Regions from separate parts of the Zea mays genome. Here region 1 is linked to region 2. The links are chromatin contacts, called in public Hi-C maps. All regions are on one chromosome and are shown on one strand. The core of a region is the stretch at or near the end of the contact, and the rest is flanking DNA. Distances in the headings are between cores, read along the strand shown. Region 1 holds the start of LOC100275732. Region 2 has its middle 14 kb from the start of LOC100279861.

Region 1 (5,064 bases), core at 2,054-4,553, 440 kb after region 2:
GTGATCGCCGCGGCGCCACCGTCTACTCCTGCGGCCGATTCGTTTTTTTTTTTTTGAGAGGGTGGGCCCCTCTACTGCATCAGATAGAAAGAACTACGACCTAGGTCGGTTGATGACTTCAAAGTGAAGGGTCTATGAGATGGAGGCATTGGGTTATTTTCCAGTGGGGAATGGTATGGTTGCGGGGTCGGAGATCGTGCCGTAGCGAGTGGGCGAGGTGGTGGTCTTCGAAAACTTTTTTATGCTGGACTGAGCCTTCCGTGCCACCAGTTCATGATTGATGTTTTGGATAAGTACAAGATGCAGATTCATCAGCTGACTCCAAACGCAATCGTTGTGTTGAGCAAGTTTATATAGGCGGTGACCACGTTGTTCTTCTTGACCATAACCACGTTGGCGAGCCAAGTTGGGTAGTCTATGTGCTCTATGAATTTGGCATCCAGAAGTCGGTGGACCTTGGCTTCAGCGGCTTGGGCCTTCTCGTCCGACATTTTGCGAAGTCTCTGCATCTTGGGACGGATCAAATGGTCGATGCATAGGTTGTTTCTATTATGGAGTAACTGACGCCGACGAGGTCTAAAGAGGACCAGGTGAAGACATCCTTATTTCTGCTCAGGCAGGCGAGTAACTTTTCTTCTTCTGGCTGTGATCTTCAAAATTGTCTAGCTACTTCAAAATTTATTTTCAGGTCAATTGATCAGCCTTTTGCAATCTTGACAAAGCTGAAAGGCATTCCTCCATAAGTCATCATTACAAGCCTATGTAGGATGATGCCTTAACAGCTTTGTTAACTTTGTGAAAGGGATGTCATGATGCGGCATCATTGTATATTTGTGAGCCAATACGGGCTGACTCCAATCTTTATGAACAAAGGCTCTGTAATTTAAGAAGTTTTTCACTTCTGATTTGTTGTAGGTGCACAACTAAAAATATGCATGGGTTGTGATAGCTTGTGTAGTTCAAAAACCACTTGTATTAATTTTTGGTTAATATAAATGCTTAGTAGTCTAGTAAATTAATTTTGCGATACTTGTTTGGAGAGAGTAATTTGGTAGTAGTTATTGTTCCATTCTATTTTTAATTGTTTGCTTATTTTTTGGTAGCATGGAGAGATTAATTTGGTCATAGTAAGGACCTCAGCGGCTCGCTGCAACTCGGTTAAGTGACGAGTCGAGCTTGGATTGCTCCACTAGAGATCCTGAGAAGTCGGCTCACCTCGGCTCATGAGCTGGCTCACCGAGCCAACGAGCCTGGCCATAAGCATGAACTTGTCCTCCAAATTGTGATATAAAATTTCAATAATAATCTATGATATAAAATTTCAAAAATAATCTAAGTAACATATTTTTTAAAATTAATAAAATAAATACATTACTAATATAATATAAAAAATATTTTGTAAATTAATCTCAAATAACATAAACTAATCATCTATTTGGCACTAAGACTACATGCTAATTAGGATTTTACGTAATACATTGTTATTGGACCGAGCCACGAGCCAGCTCACGAGTCGCAGTGAGCCCAACCGAGCTGGCTCGCACTTTTCTCGAGCCACAAAACAGACTTTACCTCGGGCTCATTCCGAGCCTCAAGACGCTCTAAATCCGAGCCAAGTTGTGAGACGCGAGCTAATTTTCCATCCCTACTGAGGACCCACTTGTACCAATAAGTGGTTTAGGCGTTCGGCTTTGGTAGCTTCTACTTTTCTGGTGCTGTGCTCCTCGTGATGTGTGGAGGCATCAGGTTTGAACCTTAGAGCACCATGGATAGTTAACATCAGCAGGAAAAGAGATGTGGGTCGACCCTGACCCTTAAACAAGAGCGGCACGCAGGGTTGGGATTAGGGGCACTCTGATCCAACCCCTTTGCAGGCCTACATTAAACTATTTACAAAGTTTCTCAAATACAATCTAAAAATCTATTTACAACGAAGAGAACACTAAGAGTAGCATTTGCTAAGTGGAGCAAGTCAGAAGTCAGATATATCAAACACGACCACACAAAAACTGAAAAAGTGAAGGTACCAAAAGCATAACTAACCTGCTGATGTTTCGATGTACCGGTTAAGTAAGATGTTCAATGTTGAGTAATCTCATAATGAGAATGGAAACAAAAGCTACTGCATTTCCTTCTCTATATATTAACAACACCATGACTCACTTTTTGTATGGTATAATGATCTTTATCCAGCTGAATGTGCGTACAGTTTTTCATCGCTCAAAACATGCTATGTACTTCATTAGTATTTTTGTTTTTTACCTTCCCTCTATTGCTGGTATACGTATATTCTCATTTACGTTATGTACAATGTCAATAGCCCACTTCAATGCATAGTAGAATATATAATAAAATCAAACGGGATGACAATCCCCAATGGTCTAATAGCATTTTGCATATAATACCACAAAGTATAATAAGACATGTGACTCGGTAACATTGTCAGGTTTCTTAGAGTCACCTCGTTAAATGACTTCGGTAATGGCTTCCCTTCTTCCTTGAGCTTTGCAATCTTCTTCTGAGCCTCTTTAGCCCATGTGTACTTGGCCAGAATGTGCTCCACGTCAGCAATTGTGCAGTTGCAGTGCTTGGTCGCGTTAATTTTGTCAGTGTTTCGGAGGTTCTGTATAAAAATGACGGTGCAGACAATTAATCTATCCCCACCCCCAAATAGCGAGCACTGTATCCAAATAAAGGATAGAAAATCAGATTAGTGTGTACCTCGCCGGTGGGGTCGATGGCACCGAGGTAGCGCAGCACAGCGGAGTGCTTCTCGAAGACGTTCACGACGGTGGCCTCGCTGGCCCGCCCGGCAACGAAGTTCTTGAACGTCCCCAGCTTCCTCGCTTTCTCCATCGTGTCTGCGAACTCTGCAAATCAAACCCAAACCGGGAAAGAGGACGGTCAAGCCACCACACCGCCATTAGCCTACCCCAAAGGTAACCGAAGCCGTGCTCGGGCGTGTCGGCAACTTACGGATGAGGGTGAAGGAGGATGCCTCGGAGGCCTCCTCGGGCTTCTTGCCAGTGATGGTGGACTTGATCTTATCAAACCAGCCGAAGGACGAGAGGTGCGGGGTCGAGGCGATGCCGCGGGACGACGTGAGGATGTGCATCGCCCGCCGGGAGGGCGTGAAGATGTGGAGCGCCTGGCGGGAGGCCATGGATTTGGATGCCGTCACCGGTGAGCCGGCGGCGGCCAGAAGCGGTGGGGTTTCTTCCTAGGGGTTTACTGCGGCGACCCGCGACCGGAAGGAGAGTAAGATGGGCTTTCAAGTATCCGAAAACCATATCTAGGCCTTTTTGACGGCCCAAGTTTTGCTTAAAATGTTTATAGCTGACTGTTTTCTCTTACGGCACCATCATAATTAATAATATTGGTTGAGGTATCTGAGACCCTACCATTAGTGCAACGGCTGAGCAACACGTGAGGTTCTAGTAAGTGAGTGTGATGAACTCTCTCCATAAAAGTAGTCATAAAAATTGTATTGGGTCTGGATGATTTCTTACGGTCTATCTGTGGGTAGCAATTTATTGGTGGGTTTGTGTTGGTTTCTTCTGGCCTATTTATCGGTTAACGGCCACTGATAGGTAAGAACCGGGAGAGGGGAAACATATATGCGCGACAGCTTACATTGGTTTCTCACAACCTATTTATGAGTTAACAAATAGATAAGTAGCGGGAAAGAAGGACACAAATGTGCGCTTCGTGTGTGATATAGGATGTAGGACGACCTGGTACAAACGAGGTCGGTTGGAAGACTTTAATTATTAGAAAAGGAAGCGCGCTTCATGGCGCCCTACTCCATTAGCCGCATGCATTAACAAACATAATTTAGTGCGATTCAAAGTCGAGAATATACACAATCACAAAATAGACTGGTTCAGTATCAATGAGAATTTTCCCCCATGTACACAAAGAATATGTTGCCACATTACAATGCAAATCCAACAATCACAATGATATAGGACATGTTTAGTGTCATCATTACAAAAGGGGCAAAGAGGATACTTGCTGGTGGGGAGCCTGTCCATTTCCTGTGAAGGCAAGAGGATCCTTGCTCTTGCTCGCCTTGCCAAAAACAAAGCCCAATGATAAAGAGAAATTAACACTTGTCCTAACGGCAAGGCACTAAACATCATCTTATATTAGTAACGTATTTGCCATAATCTTCACTATAGCATTTTCATCACAGGCAACTTTGGATGACTTAAGGGCTACTACCTTCTCTAGCACCTTGCCACTTGAACATGTTATCGTTTGAGATGATCCATTTGCACATTCATCTGTAAGGACCTTGGACATATGGTGACTGCCCAATGTTGGATCAACCTCTTTCAGAGAATCAATCTTGAATAAATGCTCAAAACGATCCTTGCACATCTAGAGCCTAAGCAATTCAGTATGTGTATGGATTGTTGTTCTGACTATTTTAATTAGCCGAGGCTCTTCAATACCAAGCCTTCTGCTCATTGCAACCTACAAAAGAGAATATGCTTGATAACATCCCATACTATTCCAACTAAACACAACAAAAACATGCTCATTTCTTTGATTAAGGAAACTAAGATCTAGACTTTGGAACAACCACCGTATGTTTAGTTCTTGCTGTTAAAGATTTCTTTTTGTCCGCTTGGGCTGTTGCAGCGCCAGCATCTGCACTTTGGAACAATGCAAGGAAAAAAATTTAGTTTGATACACAGAATCAGGAAACAAAAACCAGTCAACCCAACACTAAGTAGATATGAATTAGGAACTAATAAAGGTACTTACGATCTACTTTGGTACATTACTCTATATTTTCACATTACCTGCATCAACGTTGTTTGCACCTTCAATCCTGGTCTTGAAAATGTTGTTGCCTTGAGATGCAGAGCTAGGAACTGAGACTGACACAGGAGCAGGAGGGGTAAACCTAGTTGATATATTAGCAGAAATTCACAAATACTAATATAAAGCATTCCAGAATAATTGACATACCATCAAACCCAATAATTTGCACAAGGGAATGGTTGCCAACAGATTTAGATTCTCAAATATATTGTCATATACTGAATCAAAACA
Region 2 (4,757 bases), core at 1,234-3,733:
CCTGTCGGTCACCCATCCCAAAATTGTTTTGGGCCAAGCACGCTTAACCTGCAGGTTCTTTCGAGATAGACTTCCAAGAAAGAGATGCACCTTGATAGGCTTTGATACTATTTGTAGTAACCTGTCCACTCCTGTACCAGCGGTACTTACTCCTGGCAGCTCTATAGGATCATATATCATCCCCACAGACCAACATGAGTCTTTTGTGCGCACTATATCATCACTCATGCACACCTTATTCTCACACATGCACACCCGAGAAGACTTCCCGGTCGATCACCCATCTCAAGATTGCTCTAGGCCAAGCACGCTTAACCCAGAGGTTCTATCGAGATAGACTTCCGAAAAAGAAGATGCACCTTATTGGTATGAGTACTCTATTAATTCTATTAAGCCTTGGACCAGGATATAACATCCACAGAGGCCAGGATATCACAACTTGGTACAATTACAACGACGCGCACAAGCGTCGAGGGGTTTGAGGGTGTCTAACCTCACTCTAATCAACTAGGAATAAACCTAGAGCAAGAGCTATGAAGCGGTCCAACTAAACTAAGGACTTCATAAAGCACTCACACTAATCACTGAGTGATTCTATTAGCACTTGTGTGCCTTTAGCTAAAGGATTGGAGTCTCAATGAACACATTATGGGCCTGTTTATTTCAGCTTCTTAGTAGCTTCTAACCATCAGAAGCTGCTACAGTCTGCCAAACACCTAGCTTTTTAGCCAGCTTTTGTGAGAATCACTTTGGTGATAACCATCTAAAATCAATGTGAACAAAAAATCAGTTGAATCGCCATGAAAGTAGGAATCCGTCACTTTCTAGACCCAAAACCCTATGAACCCCTTCATCTCCCTCCACACGTAATCCTGACGATATTCAGATTCTCCCCACAGCTAGATTCTCCCCATTGCCAGATTCTCAGAAAAGCTCGTCCGAAAAAAGCCGAAACAAATCGGCCCATGATTCTTGGCTCTCCACACATAGAAATGGCTGGTTGGGCTGATATTTATAGCCCTCCACACTTAAAATAGGTGGTCGAAGGAATCAGATTTTTCTGCAAAGCACCGAATGTGTTCGATGCACCACCGGTGTGCCATAGGACAGGTTCGGTGCTTTCTATGTTGACTAGCTGCTGGAAACTAGCCGTTTGTAGACCATTTAAGCCTTTGGATATCCAGTGCGCCACTGGTAATATACTAGACATGTTCGATGCCTTATACACGTCTCGGTTGCATTTTGCAACCTCTGTGAGTGTCGTAGTTGGTGTGACATTTGGTGCACCACTTGTAATACCCGACTGGTGGTGTTAATAAAGAGAGAGTAATCTTCTTATATATGTTGTCCTCCACTTATTAGAACATGTGAATAACCATGTTTAAAGAGAATAATTAACTAATGACATATAAATAATTGACGCATCATGTTGGAGTTTATTGTGCATTTAATAATATTAATATTAATAAAGATATATTAGTGTCCAAATTGGGATTTAACCTAATTTACAATTTGGAAATTGGAAATAGTATAGAAAAGGAAAGAGGAAAAAAATACTACACAATATATATATATATATAAATTCCTTCTATACTGGTATGTTCAATTTACACCTTTAACTTGAGTACAAAATCCACAACAATATTTGAATTCAAACTGAGATTCAAAAATAAGAAGAAAAGAAAACAGAAATATAAAAGAAGAAAATAAGAAAATAAGAAAAACTTTTCTGGGCCATGTACCCCATTTCGGCCCACTTACCGTGCGGACGCGGCTTACTGCGGAATCTGGCGCCGACGGGTGGGACCCACCGGTCAGTCACTCGCCGTGCGCGCGTGGCCACCATGGACTGGCGCACCGGGCCCACACGTCAGGCGGCTCTGTTCCTCTTGTCGGGCGCGTCTGCGTAACCTCCCCTCCGAAGTTCAGGCGAGCGCTTGCGACTATCTCGCCAGCTGCGGCCGTGTGACCCGCCTGCCCATATACCAACCCATCCTCGCTGCTCTTGCCTTGAATCATACCGCGAGAAGATCCCGGAAGAGATACCGAGGGAGAAGAGAGATCCGCCGCCGCCTTATTTACTCGGCATCGTCGGAGCACGACCATTGGGTAGCCGGGGGTGCTAACCAAGACCGGTGGGACCGATTGGTGGGGTTTCGGGGCTCGATGACCGACCGCGGCTTGCCCAATTGCTCACCGGAGAGCCCTACTCGCCGCAAAGCCACTCTTCACCGTGGGCAGTTCTCTGGGTATCGAATCCATCACTGTTGAGTCTTCAGTTGCATCCGCCTCGTACGTAGCACTGTGTTATACCTGTTAATTCGGGGTTTGGGGGCTTGGGCACAGTTCGGTCGAGAGCGCCGGTGAACCTGCACCGGGTGGGTTGTTGCGCCGTCGCCCTGCTCGGTCAGGGTTGAAGACAAGCTCGTGTCCATCAGATTAGTGATGAACGACTAGGATTAGATCACCCCAGAACCAAATCAGGGTGGTTGGATCACGATCGTGCGGTCCGGATCGAACACCGCGTAACGCTTCGCCGGGAGTAAAGATAAGCAACGACCTTAGATCAGGTGGTCGCGGGACGATTCCGGAACATTAAATCTCGACTGTCGATATTAGATCCTACGACTACTGTGACTTTACCGGTTCATGGGAAACACATTTTAATCTGGGTCGTGTGCTCCACATCCGACGACCGAGATCTTAGGATAACCCTTCGGCCTAGAAGTCTTCCTAAAGAACCCCTGAGTTTTTACTAAATTAACCCCCACAGAGTAATTACAACCGAGCCCAAGATTTTACAGATTAAACCACGGGTTCTCGGGAATTTGCGGGCACAATCCAAATTGGTTTCAGGTTTAATAAATTAAAATAGAAAATAAATTTTAGTATTAAAAATAATCTCAGAAACTGGTTTAATTCATAGAAAATTCATTTTAACTCCTCTTTAACCCATTCCAGTTGCGATAATTTTGTTTTAATATTGTTTATCATTTAATAACTCTGTTTTAGCATGAAACCTAGATTAAAATTAATCACTTGGTTATTTTTGTACCAAACACATAAAACCTTCGGAAAATCATAACTCGTAATCTGTAACTCCAAATTTAGTGATTCTTGAACCTATGATCTCGTTACGTTGCATAGATTATTATTATGTATGGTGTACTCATGTCTGGTGTGATGCTAATTTCTCCTATACCATGTCTGTTTGTATTGCTTCGAGTAGACGAACCAGGGACCGAGGATCCAGGTGTTCAGCAGGTAGAAGTTGCTGAGCAGGAGCTCATTGAAGGAAAGTTGTGCCCTTGACCACTTTTATTTACCCAATAATATTCTCTATAATCATTTTGGCATGTATAGGCTTAATTTTGATGGGACCCAATAGGTCACCCTAGCTTGGTCATCTTTACACCTTGTTACTCCTTAACTTTTGGGTAGTCTTTGCTATTGCTATATATGGTTTTGGGTGTTGAGATAACTATTACACATGGTCATTCTTTATTATTATTATTGTTTTATTCTGTTCATGATAAGACTATTGTGTTAATTGGAACATGGAGCTTAACTTGAGAAACACGTGCCACCACAAGGGTGGAATGGGACGCCCTTGGCTGACTAATTAGGAAAGCTAGTGGAGATCTATCTTACTCGAAAGGGGCAAGGGCAGTAGGGGAGTTGTCAGTGTAGGGAGGTTCTCGGGTTGATTTTGCTGCAATAGCGGTCAGACAGGGGATTCCTGCATTGCGCTCCCTAGAAACTATAGCAGGTTTTTTGAAGCTAGTGGAACTTTGTAAAGGCCTCGTAGTGTTACCCTGCCTCGTCTCCTTGGTAGAGATGAGTGGGACTTCTAGACCCCTTGGCAATCGGGTGACATGATTTGTGGGTAAAGGGTACAATCTCTGTAGAGTGTAAAACTGGTATACTAGCCGTGCTCGCGGTCATGAGCAGCTCAGGACTCTCGCATGATTAATTTATGGAATTAAATTTAATTTGTCATCTACATCGCATTGCAGTTTTGTTATTAATTTTGATCTATTATTACTCTGGTTTGGTATCTACTTACATTTAGTAATAGCTAATAAAACTTGACCAACTTGTTAAAAGCAATGCTCATCTGTAACCCTTATTTATTGTTCAGCCTTACACTTCACATGAGCTCCCACCTTTGGTGAGTTCATGCACATTATTCCCCATAACTTGTTGAGCTATGATCTTTTGTGAGCTCACTATTGCGATATATAAACCCCCCACAGGAGAAGAACAGGTGGTCCAGGAGGAGTCTTACAACGAGGAGTACGAGCTTATCTAGGTGATGTCTCCGAGTTGGCTTTATGACGCCAAGGAATAATACTTAGTTCGCTTTATTGTTCTCATTTATTTTTGTAAGACTTACGCTATATAATAATGATATTTGTGACATTTATCTCTATACACTTTGTCATTATATGTGATGTTCTTGTTTGTCGCACATATGAGACGCACCCGGCTTTATCCCTTAAATCTGGGTGTGACACCACTAGACATGTTTGGTGCACTAAATCTTTAACCGCTTCTTTAGCTCAGGCAGCACACCTATTCGGTGTGAAATTCAGTATACCACCGAACACATCCGGTGTACTCTGTGTAGCTTGAATTCTTCGTTTCTTCATATTTATTCGTTTAGGCTTCTTTTGTCTTTTGTATTGAACTCTTGTATGATCTTGTTAAGTATTTAATGGGCCTTCTAATGTCTTTCTTTGAGGTGTTAATCTCCT

What was found. A called contact is a pair of places that touch in the nucleus more often than the background predicts.
Region 1: a contact with region 2 is called in a Hi-C map of ear, with 2.9 times the contacts expected there. The contact joins the promoter of LOC100275732 here to the enhancer-like site in region 2. A contact is called at or near these places in 6 of 25 Hi-C or Micro-C datasets (bundle sheath, ear, endosperm and 2 more).

What each region holds. Positions count from the first base shown.
Region 1 is chr9:42,822,036-42,827,099 of Zm-B73-REFERENCE-NAM-5.0, forward strand. It overlaps LOC100275732, which reads right to left and starts at 3,304. Exons shown (of 5, transcript NM_001371735.1): 1 at 2,977-3,304; 2 at 2,722-2,870; 3 at 2,462-2,623. The coding sequence starts at 3,163.
Region 2 is chr9:42,382,333-42,387,089 of Zm-B73-REFERENCE-NAM-5.0, forward strand. No RefSeq gene overlaps it. Among protein-coding and RNA genes, the nearest start is that of LOC100279861, 14 kb to the left of the region's middle. Within about 2 kb of position 2,484, at least 19 of the 20 cell types and tissues checked have an H3K27ac peak or open chromatin away from gene starts, as enhancers often do. A contact at or near this core is called in bundle sheath, ear, leaf and 1 more, where this site is marked.